Linked DNA regions of Sus scrofa: region 1 is linked to region 2. Evidence: chromatin contacts called from public Hi-C data. All regions are on one chromosome and are shown on one strand. The core of a region is the stretch at or near the end of the contact, and the rest is flanking DNA. Distances in the headings are between cores, read along the strand shown. Region 1 holds the start of BORCS7 (BLOC-1 related complex subunit 7). Region 2 holds the start of WBP1L (WW domain binding protein 1-like).

What was found. Hi-C and Micro-C count contacts between places; a contact is called where the count stands out from the background.
Region 1: a contact with region 2 is called in a Hi-C map of liver, with 2.9 times the contacts expected there. The contact joins the promoter of BORCS7 here to the promoter of WBP1L in region 2. A contact is called at or near these places in 1 of 5 promoter capture datasets (fetal skeletal muscle), 5 of 47 Hi-C or Micro-C datasets (embryonic fibroblasts, fetal liver, heart right ventricle and 1 more) and 2 of 2 datasets of contacts at active chromatin or transcription factors (alveolar macrophages and skeletal muscle).

The regions. Positions count from the first base shown.
Region 1 is chr14:113,830,323-113,833,022 of Sscrofa11.1, reverse strand. It overlaps BORCS7 (BLOC-1 related complex subunit 7), which reads right to left and starts at 1,389. Exons shown (of 5, transcript NM_001244615.1): 1 at 1,222-1,389. The coding sequence starts at 1,359.
Region 2 is chr14:113,736,409-113,739,108 of Sscrofa11.1, reverse strand. WBP1L (WW domain binding protein 1-like) reads right to left here and starts at 1,351. Exons shown (of 4, transcript XM_001929157.7): 1 at 1,158-1,351. The coding sequence starts at 1,247.

The DNA.
Region 1 (2,700 bases), core at 140-2,639, 94 kb before region 2:
CCCTGGCATTGCTCAGTGGGTTAAGGACCCGGCATTGCCATGAGCTGTGGTGTAGGTTGCAGACCCGGCTTGCATCCTGCATTGCCGTGGCTGTGGTGTAGGCCGGCAGCTGCAGCTCCGATTCAACCCGTAGTCTGGGAACCTCCATATGCCACGGGTGCGGCCCTAAAATGACACACAAAAAAATACGTGTTGAAAATGAATAGCTAAGATACACTGCTACTGAGTTAACTACCAGCAAGACAATGGCATACAGGAGAAAGCCACAGAAATCCAAAGACTCCATTCTCAGAGTGTTTTACAAATGTATTCAAGATGTTTTCCACTTTAATGAAACCAAACCTGGACATCTTAGATGATATATTACGTGCATGGTTGATTTAAATAAGAAAGCAATGGACCTGTTTTCTTTTTTCCTGGGTACAAACTTAGAAGTTGAATGGCTGAGTCATTAGACCCATTTCATTTGTTCAATCATCTGTCATTTGGGCATCTGGACTGTTTCCAGTTTGGTGCTATTATGGATAAATACCCTATGTATCTGTACAAGTCTCTGTGTGGACATAAATTTTCATTTCCCTTGGGTGAATGTTTCAGAGAACAGTGATTGATTTTTTTTTTTTTTTTTTTTTTTTGGAGAAAAACTGCACATATATAAAGCTTGCTGGTGTGAAAGGCCATCAAATAATTCCATTCCTGGAACCAGCCAAAGAATAATGGGGGGAAAATCAGGAAGAAGGAGAAAGCTAATTTAAGAAACAGAAAACCAAGAACGTAGCCAGAAAGATAAGTCAGAAAGGGAGAAATCAGTGGACAGATGACGCAGAAAAATGTAGAAGTAATATGGGACGTTGAGAGCAAAACCATGCAGAATTTAGGGGCCAAATGGGACGGATCCTCACTAGAGACAACCCTGAGGAACAAATAAGGAACTCGTTAGGCCCACTATCTCACATATCATCTAAGGCAATCTCTGCTTTAAAGCACAGATTCCCATCACTTCGTTTCTTACCCACCTCACGCTCCCTGCTTGTCCTACCTGGAGAGACTACACACCCCAGAATGCAACACTCGCTCTCCGCGAAGCGCTCTCCTTCACCAGCTCACAGACTACAGTTCCCAGGATGCAGAGCGACCCCCCCTCCCCCCGCCGCCCGCCCGGTTTTGGAAGGCAGGAGAGCCTCGGGGATATTAGGCCCGGAGAATCTACTTCTAGCTCACCTCAGAGCTCCGGGAGCCCTTCAGCACCTGCTTGGTGAGCGCAATCACGTCAGTACCACAGGTGTTCACCTTCTCTGTGAGAAGCCCCTTCACGGACTGACCAAATCGTGCTTGCGAATCTGGGGTCCCAGTCGCCATCACTTCAAATAGTGAGCACCTCCTCACGGGCGATGGCAAGTCGCTGGGGCCAAAAGAGGCGCAAAGCGGAAGGCAAGGAGACGTCGTTAGGGAGGGACGCATGCGCCTAGCGGAGGTTGCGCTTTGCAAATTTTAAATTCATTTAAAATACTCAGTTGATATCCTGAAGAAGACAGGGCCCACGCAGACATCGATTGAGGGGATGGAGGACAACTTCAGTAAACCCATGGTTTAAAATCAGAAGGTCTGGGTTACAGTCCCAATTCTGCTGTTTAGTTGTGTGACTGGAAATGTTTCAACCTCTGCAACTTGTGTGCCTCATCTGTAAAATAGAAGTGATAACGTTAAAGTCTCTGAAGGTTATGAGAATGAATTAAGATCATTCAGTTCCATTTTTAACAGACATTTCATGAAGGAAATACCAAACACTGTGCTGGGCTGAGGATAGACAAAGAAATGAGATGCATGCAGTCTTTGTCTCCAATGAACTCCCTGGTGAGGAAGCATATAAACAAACAGAAGAAAACCAGGAAGAACAACCCAGTAGAAAAATTGGCAAAGTTCACAAACAGGCAATTAAAAAAATAAATAAGATAGCCAATAGGTATGAAAAATGCTTAACATCTCTAGTAATTTTTATTTTTATTTTGGCCATGCCCATGGTGGCAGAAATTCCCCAGGCCAGGGGCGCCATAGCAGTGACAATGCCAGATCCTTAACCTGCTAAGGCACCAGGGAACTCCTCTGGTAATTTTTAATGATAAATGACCTCTTTGTTCTATTAAAAGCAAACTGATTATCCCCTTGAAAAGAATTAATATCCGAAGTGTTTTGTGCTAGCTCTATTTCTTTTTTTCTTTTTAAACTAGTGCACAAGGGAGATGAGAATAATAAATTGGTAAAATTTGTTTAAAATCACCTATGCTCATTATCAACATTACTTTTTCTTCCAAGTGTCTAGATTCATGTCTCTGATTCTTTCATTTAATTCTTGTTCCTAATCTTTACTTATTTTTTTTTCTTTTTGTGGCCTCATCCATGGCATATGGAAGTTCCTGGGCTAGTGGTGGAATCAGAGCTGCAGCTGCCAGCCTACGCCACAGCCACAGCAGTGCCAGTTCCGAGTCACAACTGTGACATACACTGCAGCTTGCAGCAACACTGGATTCCTAACCCACTGAGTGAGGCCAGGGATTGAACCTGCATTCTCATGGACACTAGTCAGGTTCTTAACCCACTGAGCCACAACGGGAACTCCCTAATTAACTTTTATTGAGGTGTAATTTATGTTCAGTTAACTACATTCTTTTAAGTATCTAATTTGGGGAGTTCCCATCGTGG
Region 2 (2,700 bases), core at 102-2,601:
ATGCCACTGAAGTATTCACTTTAAAATGGTTAAGTGGTTTTAAATGGTTTATGTTATATACACTTCAGGTCATTTAAAAAATTAATTTGTTACATAGAGGATGAGCAAGACAAGATGCATATGTGAAAAGACTGCCCATAAACTCCTAGGGAAAAGATAAGTGTGTGTATTTTTGCTGGTACTCTGCGTCTACTTGATCACAACACAAAGTTCATGCTAAGCTGTAGAGACTCTGCCATTTTGCTCTGTGTGTGTGCCTTTCTGAAAAGACAGGGACGGGAACAGAAAGTGAAGAAAATAGAATGGTAAAGCCTTGCCAAATGCAAGGGAAGGAGGGGTGATTCCCCCTGCTGCACCCCACCCAACTTGGCACCAGGAGCAACGCTCCCATTAAGGTTTCGAAATGCCAGCAGCAGCTGAAATCAGCACAAGCTTCTCTGCCTGGATAAGAGGCAAGCCACCTAGCAAGAAAAGCTGGGGTGCTCCATTTGTTGCCCTTACTGGCATCAGCACCACCCTTTGCTCAAAACGCCGAGCTGGCCCAGACCGACATCGGTGACTGGCTCCCCCAGACCAGCCAGCCCGCCCAACAGTGAGAGCTTGTTACCGCTCGTGTGCCATGCTCCTGAGGAGCCCCAGTCTACTTCATCTCACCTGCCTTCCAAGATCCCTGCCTCCAACACCATTAAAAATGGGGCCTAGAGGCTCCTAGACCTTTCCCAGGTGCAGCTTGAAATAAATATCCTCTCAGCCCCTCCCTCCCTCTCAGGCCCACTCAATAACCCACGGACCCCTATCCGCACAGACGTAAACGCGGCATCGCTGCCTTGGAGACACTGTGAGACAAGAATGCGCGCCCCTCATGCCCCTGCTTGGCACCACTATCCGGCCACAGCCATCCCATCCCACCTTACCTAACTGCCGTCTCAAAGACCCCTCACTCACTTGGTACCATGCCTCTGCCACTTCCCTGACACCAAAGCCGTCACAGGTGTCCCTCAGTTAAACACCGACGCCCCCTTACATCCTGTCCACTCCAGACATGGGTGCCCCTCTTGGGACCCGTCGACTCTTGACAACATCCCTTCAGCCCCCTCCAGCCAGGCCTCGACGACCCCCAGACCTCCAGCCTGGCCCAGACGCTCCCTCCCCCTTACCTGCGGGGGTTCGGCCCTGGCTGACAGGGGGCTGGGCAGCGCCTGGAGGAGCAGGAGCGCCATGCCACCCAGGAGCCTTCTCCTCTCCATCCCCCTCCTGCTCCTGCTCCTCCGCCACGGCGCCGCCGCCTCCCTCCTCCTCCTCCCTCTCCTCCTCTTCCCTCTTCTTCCTTCTTCCCTTCTTTTCCTGTTTCACTCTCCCCACCCGCTTCCGGCTCTGCTCCACCCCGCCCAGCCGAAACACCTCCCAGACGCTGGGATGGTTCTCCAGTTCCAGCGCTTCATTGGTTTTATCCCTTTTTCCATTGGTTAAAACAGCCGTCGATCAAATACAAGTCCCGCCCCCTCATGATGTCGGAAGACCGGAGAGAGCTGGCCAATGAAAAGTAGGAGGAAGCCGGGCCATCTTGAGTGCTGCGAGGAGGCGTAAACGCGTGCTGCTCCGCAGAGAGTGGCGGAAGTAGCTGGAATCACGGGGCTGGGCAATCCAAAACATGTATAGAAGTCCATTTTGGTGCCGCCATCTTGAGTGTGGCGGAAGATTTCCCCAGTTCAGCAAAGAAAGGGAAGGGGTATAGCAATTCTAAGGGGTGTTGGAAAATAAGTTCATTTTAGAAGGTAACCGAGCGCTCTGAAAGACAACTGCAGTCTAAAGAGCTTTTGATGTCTTTTGTCTTTAAGCATAGCCCCAGTACCAGGTCCCGCTCGTGATCTCAAACAGTGGTTTCAGTCAATTTGAATTCCCTATAAGGCAGTACCTTTATTTGAGACAGTGCTTTGTCACCACAAATGAGAGAGACGAAATTCTATTGATTCTACCTTAAAAATAGGTCTGAAATCCATCCCCATTGCTTCAATCCATGTTCTCATTTTCTGGCTAAATACAAATGGTCTCTTCTGTCCCAGTTCCAATTCTTTCTTGAATCCCTTTCACCAACCAAAGCTGGGGTGCTCTACCACCTAAAACCAAGAATTCTCATCTCAGGGCTTCCCCTCTCGAAATACTTCAACCACCTGGACTGGACTTATAGTCCCAACTTTTAACATGCTTCTTTGTGTGTCCTGGTCCCAGCATACCTCTTTATCTCACCCACTGCCGCTTCACTTCCCACATCCTGCTCACACGTAACAGTTTAGAGCTCCCCAGAGTACTGAGCTATGCAGTGCCCTTAACTTCATTTACACTTTACACAGTTTCCTGTTTACAAACTCCTCATTCCCACCCCCTCCTCTCTTCTGAATTCACATAACACTTAGCACACAGTGTATCTATCTGTAGTTTCTGCCTGCTTGACCCCTCCCACTAGACGTGTAGCTTTTTGTATGGCACACCAGATCTTACACATTTTTTTTTAAAGAAACTCCTACAGCACCTTGTACAGGGCCCAGTCACGAGCTCAATCAATGTTGGGAGAATAAACGAACAAAAGAAGACCCAAAGCAGAGAAGCCAGCTGCCCTGTAGCTGCCAATTTCCTCTCAAAAAACCTGCCAAAGCATTTCAGAGCCTGGCCCATTCTAGCCCATAGCTGAGCCCAGAGGGA